Regions from separate parts of the Anas platyrhynchos genome. Here region 1 is linked to region 2. The links are chromatin contacts, called in public Hi-C maps. All regions are on one chromosome and are shown on one strand. Each heading gives the region's core, a stretch centred on a gene start, on an enhancer-like site or on the middle of the called end of the contact. The rest is flanking DNA. Distances are from core to core; before and after follow the strand shown. Region 1 has its middle 31 kb from the start of GYPC. Region 2 has its middle 43 kb from the start of GYPC.

Evidence for each region. Hi-C and Micro-C count contacts between places; a contact is called where the count stands out from the background.
Region 1: a contact with region 2 is called in a Hi-C map of liver, with 1.7 times the contacts expected there. The contact joins two enhancer-like sites. A contact is called at or near these places in 2 of 8 Hi-C or Micro-C datasets (liver and subcutaneous adipose tissue).

The regions. Positions count from the first base shown.
Region 1 is chr7:12,320,245-12,324,641 of IASCAAS_PekinDuck_T2T, reverse strand. No RefSeq gene overlaps it. Among named protein-coding and RNA genes, the nearest start is that of GYPC, 31 kb to the right of the region's middle. Within about 2 kb of position 2,586, at least 3 of the 8 cell types and tissues checked have an H3K27ac peak or open chromatin away from gene starts, as enhancers often do.
Region 2 is chr7:12,246,568-12,250,526 of IASCAAS_PekinDuck_T2T, reverse strand. No RefSeq gene overlaps it. Among named protein-coding and RNA genes, the nearest start is that of GYPC, 43 kb to the left of the region's middle. Within about 2 kb of position 2,431, at least 2 of the 8 cell types and tissues checked have an H3K27ac peak or open chromatin away from gene starts, as enhancers often do.

The DNA.
Region 1 (4,397 bases), core at 1,337-3,836, 74 kb before region 2:
TCAGAGAAGTTCCACATAATAAAATAAATTATTATTTTTTTTTTTTTACTGTTTTAAGTAGCTCTTTATTTTTAAACCAAAGTGTAAACCTCACTATTGGTGTTCTGTAGGGAAATAAACCTTCCCTGTCTCTTTCACATTGGGAGTTATTTCAAAATTCCCTATTGGGAGTTATTTCAAAAGCTGCTATGGCGTTTCCTTTCAGATTCCCATCTAATCTTTTGGACATAACAACTACATTTTGACCAATGTCATATCACCATCTTACTCTGTTTCTAAGTAATTTTCTCTTGTAGTTCTTTGTTTTTCTTACTAACCTCAGAGCAACTAACCCCCTGTCCAACAGATAAAATCTGAGCAGGCAAACAGGTGTCCACTCAAGGAGAAACTGTTCCTTCCACTCTTATTTATAATTACTACATTGGATTACTACTCTTTCTGCCTCGCTTTACCTGTTTCTTGTTCAAAATGCCATCACAGCTTATCTCACTAAGACTTTTCTACTAGAAATTGTTCTTTTCTGGCTTCTCTTGAAGACCTCTTCTTGCTTTTTCAGAGAAAAAAAAAATAATAAAAAATAATAATAATAATAATAAAATCATTATTATTGACCAAGTCATCCCTTTTTCTCTTTGGGCTTCTAGACTTTCTTCCTGCTTTAAAATCATTCCTTTTTGGGTTACCTTCCCTGATAGTTTATTTTGAATTGCCTGGACTCAAGAAAGCAGGTGCCTTAATTATTTTCTTGTCCCAGTTAATTTTCTCAGCTGAAAAAATTATATAGTTCAGAGTTACTTCATACTTTTGAGATGCTTAGAAATGACAAGAATTCCATAAGCAGAAAAGGAAGATAATTCTCTAGATGACTAAAATTGCTTAAAAAGTGATTTATTGCATGTCTGTGAAATTTCTATAAAGTAGGTTCTGTAAAATTATTTATGTGCATAGATGTTTAAATGCTTTACTGGACTGCAGGCATAACATAGCAGATACATTCCTGTGGCAAATTAGTCCTGAAGAGCCAGTTACAATCTTAGAAAAACACCAACATCCATGTTTTTAGGAGAGTTCTCCTTACAGATAAACCAGTGAAAGGTTCAGATGAATGGGGAAAGATATATTCTTTGGGTGAAAAACAAAGAATTCTATGCTATCAACTTTTTTTTTCCCCCCCTCAAAATAAATGCGTGTTGGATGTTTCTGCTGATTATTCTTTGAAAGCTTTGAATCTGGAACTCAGATTTGAGACAAGAGGAGCATGAGGTGCATTGAACAAAGGGAAAAGGTTTGAATAAACAGACTGACACTTCAGAAGACCATTTGGAGAACATGGATTGCATTCCCCACCTGAAAGACCTTCATGGAATAAGAACAAACCATTCTAATAGTGTTCTTTTTCTTTATCCCTGTCCAAAATCTGGCCAGAATTCTTTGAAAACAAACTCACTTCAAGATAAATTAAGTCTATTAAAGGAATCCAAAGTGGTCATCAATACACTTACTACAAAAGTTCAGCCAAGTTTTACAACCTCCTATGTCAAATTTACCCTGTAGCAAACTTCAAATCTTTTTTAGGCTGATACAAAGAGAATGAATTACTGGCAATTTCCCAAAATGAAGTGAGAAATACTCACTTCCTCCATCATTTTAATACTTGTAGTTTATTGCTGGTGTAAATAGGTTTATAACCTTCCGGTATGAAGCACAGACATCTGCTCAGCTCAGCACTAAACATCTGGTTATTCCAACAAAGCATATAATTATATTTAATGGATGAGAAGTGTTTGATGGATTACATCCAAGTATCTGAATAAGACAGTTATGCATAAAGACTATTTGCATGGATTATCCTGACAGGATAACAAGACAGTGGAACATTATTTTGTCTGATAGTTATATTGATATCGATTGATGTTTAGCATTGCAGAGGCTGCAGACATTTATTTTGGTTGCAATCACAAATTCTCCCTTTTTTTTTTTTTCTTCCCTTAGGCTAGACAGCCACAAAATGTAGAAATTTTGATTTGCTAGGCCACCAAGTCCATCCTACTAACACTGTAAGATTCCAGTGTACTTTGACAGTGGGTCATGCCTTTCAAGCTTAATATTAAATGTTGAAAGAGAGAATTCCTCTAATACTTGCCCCCATAATCTATTGTCATCAGCTAAAATGGAGTTCTGTCAGGAAATTTTCCTTATGCAGAAAAAATGGAAATTCACATTCCTAAAGGCTACTAGCAATCTATAGCCCCTGAGCTCAGAAACTAGAAATGACAGAAAATAAGGCAGACTTATGTGTGGTGGACAAGACTTTGAACTACACCAAAACCTCAGATGTAAACTATTTCTGTTGTGGAAATATTAGCAGTGTGGTATAGGGAGTTTGTCTGGAAGACAGTCTGCTGTTCTGGCCACACATATTCGAGTAAGATAAAATAAAACTGAGCAGTTATGGAAAACACTGATAGGCTGCTTGGAGAGCTTATCTTATCACATGTATATAAAAGAGTTTGTCCTTTTTGTTCTAAGACAATCTGGGAGATTATAGAACTGATCCCTATAAGTACATCACAGGAAGAAAATAAACCTCTGAGGAGAAAGAAGAGCTAAAGGAGCTATTAGAAATTAAATGATAATTTGGAACCATTAATACATTGACATAAGCTTGCTTTGAATAAATTAAACTTGTAAATGAGTAGACATTTCCTACCCACTTGGTTAGTAACACTGTAGAACTGGCTTCCAAGAGTATCAGTGAGTAAAGTTCTAAGACAGATTCTAATAAATTTATTGAAGTAATCATATGATATTGCTCCCTATAGCAGCATAGACTGAGTTCAGACAATGTATTTTCCAGTTGTATGTCTGTGTTCCTGTAAAAGCAATAATAATTAGAACTGCATTACTACAGAATCACCATGGCACAACTATACCAACCACTACCTGGTTCTTAACACTGTAGAGATCCAGTGAGTAATTTAATGCAGGAATTTGGCAAACATCTGTTGAAAATAGAATGTCCCTCTTTGATAATATAATGCTTAACATATTACTTCAGTACTGGCTATAAGTAGACTGTTTTCTAGAGGGTAGAATTATCGATATAATTTGCATTGTGAGATCAACTGTGTAACTGACTTATATGCTGAGAGGAATTTCTTAAAAACAAAAGCAAACTAAACAATTGAACAAAAATAAAAACAAATTAAACTCCTCCCAAAGCCTAATGTACTTTTTCTTTGTGATAGTCAGTTTTGTCAGTCACTCACTTGGTATAAGAAAGAAGAGCTTCTCAATAACTGATCTAAGAAAATATCAATGTTTTAATACTGATAAAGATACATAACCTACTTATACGCTGCACATAATGATATGTACATATTTGAGCACCAGCTACCCAAATAGCCAGGCAACCTTCTTCTACCAGCTCTTGCATCAATGCATTTTTAACTACCCATCTGTCCTTTCACTGTCTTTCTAATAACTTTGTATGCCAAGACAGCACTGAAGGTAATGGTAACAAATCGTACAAGAAAGCAAGCTGAATGGATTGCCTGTGCTACAGTCCTATTGGAAATGAAAATGAAATTATCTTCATGGGTGGTATTTTAGTAGCTGTTCAGGAATTTTATTCTGATTATGGCATGGCTTTTGGCAAGTGTTTTCAGTTTAGGTAATTCAGCAAACGTGTTATATCACTGCATCCCCAGTCCCATTTTCATACAAGTTTACTATAATGTAAGATTTGGCAGTTGCTAAAACCACATATGAATGCAGAAGGTCTAACACTTTAGATCCAACAGACTAGACTAACACACTTTACCAACATTTATTCACTGTTAATACAAGGTGTATAGAGATAAAGATGGAGCTATCAGTCTCTTTACTAGGAGCACCACAGCAAAAAACATCTACCCTAAGTTCTGAGTAGTGAATAGGAGTACAAATCTAACCTAATAACAAGATGTGCTGATATGAAGATCCCTGCATTCTTCTGGTATTAGATACAGCAATTGAGATCAGAAGAAAATAGGGGCCCTACTGAATCACAACAGTAGCATATCCTCCAGAAGGAAAAAAAAAGAAAAAAAAAAATCTTAGGAGAAATTCTTCATCACTCTAATGAGCAGTCACTGTAGAAAGGACATAAGAACAGTCATATTGATTCACCCCTATGTAACCCTAGCTAGAATCCATTAGTGAGCTCAAGTGAACACCTCAGAAAGAATAAAAACAATGCAAGGATATATGATACTTTTTTCCCACTGAACCTGCAGATATTTTAGGGGATTTTCTAAGCCTATTCCGGAATGCCTACTTCCCAGATTATCACTTACAAGTTCTTCTTAAGTTTTGGACTCAAATTTTTTGCATGTGCAGAATTCCTTGGTAATAGT
Region 2 (3,959 bases), core at 1,182-3,681:
GAGTGGAATTCATGCCAGCTACTGGAGTCAGGCCGAGGATGTAGGCCTGCAGGCTGTGGTGCCAGCTACTGTAGCAAGTGAGGGTCCTAAGGTCAGCAGCTGGAGGGTCCACAACTCTCTGGATCTGAAAGAGTTCTACAGACTTTGTGTTCAGAAAACCAACTACTGGGGACGTGCACTGAGTGAACAGGTGCCAAATAATGAAGTCAGGCCAGGGCTGTAGGCCCTGTGGACTGTGGTGCCAGTTACTGGAGTGAGTAAAGATCCTAGCATCAGAAGTTGGATGGTCCTTTCCTGATTTAGGGAGTGGTCTACAGACTTTGAGCCCAGAGTGCTAGCTACTGGAGACCTGTGTGAGTTAACTGGGTCCCAGTTCCTGAAGTCAGGCCAGGAGTGTAGGGACACAGACTGTGGTGCCAGCTACTGGAGCAAGTAGGGTCCTAACATCAGCTACTGGAGCGTGTGGGAGGGTCTTCTACTCCCCTCATGAGGAGGGAACTACTCCTCTCCTAGACACGAGGCTGGAGCACTATGTGTCCACAAGCCAGCTACTGGGAGAAGACTGGCATGAGTGAGGCAGGTGTGGGCTCTGTGATGGCAGCTGGAGCAGAGCCATGGAGCCTGGTGTGGAAAGCAGAGCCTGTGTGCCTCGTGCTGGCTGCTGCAGGGGGGGGAAGTGTCTGCATCTTCCCCAGACTACCATGTGTGGGTTGTTTGTGTGTATTCGCAAGCAAAATTCAAGCAGGACCTGCTGGCAAGTAGCAGAATCTTGGCTACTTGCCTGGGCTGGGGCATCAGGTATACAGGGGTGTCTATATTGGTACTCTCAGCAGGATTTGCAAATGTGGTGTGCCTGAGGGATGAGTGTGTGTATTTGCAGCAAATTTCAAGCTGGACTAGTCAGAAAGTAGGCAACCCATGGATGAGGTAAAATCAGGTTAGGGGCCTAGAATCCAGGCAAGGCTGCTAGATGGACAGAGGGGCTGTGCTGGGGCTAAAGGATCCATGGATGTGTGTGTGTGTGTGCTTGTGAACCTAAAGAGTGCTGTGAACCTTCACTAGTGAACTTTTTTCTCTATCAGCTGGGAAGGACAAAGGAGACTTGGATGTCTGTGACCATGTTGTATGGGAGTCCGGTGTTTAGGCGCCATTGAAGGCTTGGAGGGCCTGTGTGACCGTTCATATCAGTGTCCTCTCGGTGTCTGTGTGTCTCTGGGATATGTGTTCATCTTTGCTATCAGTTACATTTGCAAGGGAAAAGTAGCAGCTACATCCCCCAGCCTGGGCAGAGACCCCAGATCTCCTGGCATGGGGCTGGGCCCCAGGAGCCAAACAGAAGGGGTCCTGGGCCAGAGCAGCTGGAGGAGGCCACCACACTCATCACCTTGCTTAATTGTCAGTAGCTGTTGTGGCTGCTAAACTAGCCTAATCCAAGCACTATTTCCACAGGCAAAACCTGAATGCAAGTACAAAAAAACAAACAAACAAACAAACCTCAAAAATCATAAAACAACAACAACTAAAAAGGGGGGAGGGGGGGGGGGGGAAGGGGCGGAAGGAGGCATGAATAAAAAGATCTCCATATGTTACTGTCTGTATTTTCTAGGTTCTTACAGATGGTGAGCGAAACAGCAATACATCTCACATTTACTCTGAGCAACATGTCCTGGCAGCACAACACCTCACCAAAGCAAACTTACAAACCACAGAATCTCACATTATAACTAGCAGGGCAAGATACTGGTCCAAATCTATTTCTTAAGGTCTTTTGCTAAGCCTACATAGAGAGTGTTCCCATTATCCCCAGTAGGAACAAGATCAGGGAATGATTTGTATCCCAAGGTGCACATCGCGATTTTGGGTGTATTATTTGATAAGGACACAAGCAAATGCCTCATTTGGCTTCAGAGAAGAGAAGTATCTAGACTTGCTCTGGCCACCCCAGACTTGCACAGCTTTCTGTGGCTGTGGCTTTTTTTCAGACCACCTGTTCTATCCCACAGTTACCACAAGCAGCTCTGCTGTTTCACATCTCTCAGATCCATGTGCAACCTCAATAATCTCTTGTATCATCTGCAGCAATCTTGCAAAAGCCATCCACTACAGACAAAATACTTTCCAGAGGGTCTTATCACCTCTGGCTGAACCAGGGAAAATGGACCTTGCAATAGCTTTAACAACGGCTGAAGGACTACAGACGCTGAGCTTAACATGCACCAGCAGCATGGTCAGATACTGAAGACCAGAACACCCTTTATGCTAGAAATGCTGTTTTGGTGGGTGAAAACAAAAACACATGGACCTGGGAAGGCAGATGAGCTCTCCCTTGATACCCTTAGAACCGTCAACAGTGAGTCCATCTATCCTAGACCTGTGCAATATAAATACATCTACATACCTGTGGTTCAAGAGCAGCCTGGCCACAAAGTCTAGCAGCCTGGTCACAGACTGGGTGAATTAACCCAGTACCTATTTGAGGTTTCTCTCAGACAACATAGTCTGAGAGAAATCTCTTCTAACAGCTGAGTCAGACAGTAGCAGGAATTCATGGTGGTCACTCATTATGAAAATCAAGCTGTGGATTTTACAAATATTTTATCACTGTATAGCACAGAAAACCTCTTCTTGAAATTCTCTGTACCTGTGAACTGATAGGCAAAGCCTAAACAGGGTCTCCCTGCAAAAGGCTGTTTTCTTGTTGTTTGGACCCAGGGCTTCAGCTCAGCCCACAAGCAGCTGGTGTAAATTAACACACATCTCTTGACTGCAGTGTTGCTACTTTGACTTAAAAGAAAACTGAGTAATGTAAATTTGTCAAGGATCTGATACACAAATGTGTTGAAACTTGAGATCTGGATAAAGAATAGTTCTGGAAAAGCTTAAATCTGTGACTTCAGACCAAGTATGTTTTTTGTTAAATTTCCAACAGCAATTTGTTTTGCAATAGGTGAATAGGAGAATTACAATGACCTCAAACACAACAAACAACATCTCTGAAAACAGAGGGATCTGATCCTTTCTAAATGATACTGTCAGAGTCCTAATTTTGCAGAACTGATGCCTTTTGTTTTATCTCCTCAGCACAGTTAATCTGACAATGTGCTACTGTAATTTTGAGCCAAGGCAAACTTGCATACATCCTAGGAAGAATATTTTTTAACAGAAATAAAAGGAATAAATTTACTATTGTACATTAATGACTTCATTAAACAAATTTCTCAGGATTTTGGGAAGGGAGATGAAATGATAGGCAAGAATTATCTTCTTCAAACATCTGGGAGCAAAGCACAGCTGGCTCTCTATTGGAGCTTGGCACTCAGCTCGCTATGAGACATACTTGAGTACATAAGAGAGGCTCTTATAAAACTGAATCATTTGGGCAATTAACACTCAAAGCAATTTTCACACAAGCCCTTGATATATGAAATCTGAGTTTTACATGTGACAGGCAAGCTTCTGTATACAGGCAGTTCCAGAATTGCTGTAGCACTTCAAGGTTCATGAAGGATAAAATGCTTTCAAAGATGGAAGGTGCATTAAACAAGTTTTCTGCTCATTTGAAAGGGAATATTTATTGACAATGTTTTACTGTTACGGGCCTGTCGAAAATTAGTTAACTCACAGGAATATTCATATTGAGAGCAAAAATTTGGAAGTTCTATAAGCATTATAATGCCTTAAAGGACTAAAGAATGATCTTTTAACTAATTATCACCTTTTGCACAAGCTGGATAGTCTGTCTTAAAGAAGCACAACTTTGCACACATTTTCTGCAGCCAGCAGCAGCTTAATGTAATAACCAAGACCAGAACAGAAGATGATTATATATATATATTACACATTATAAATTATATATATAATATACTATATGTGTTATACATATATATAGTATGTATATATACATATATATATATAAAGACAACATAATTAAAGTGCTTATTAATGTTAAAAGGCTACAT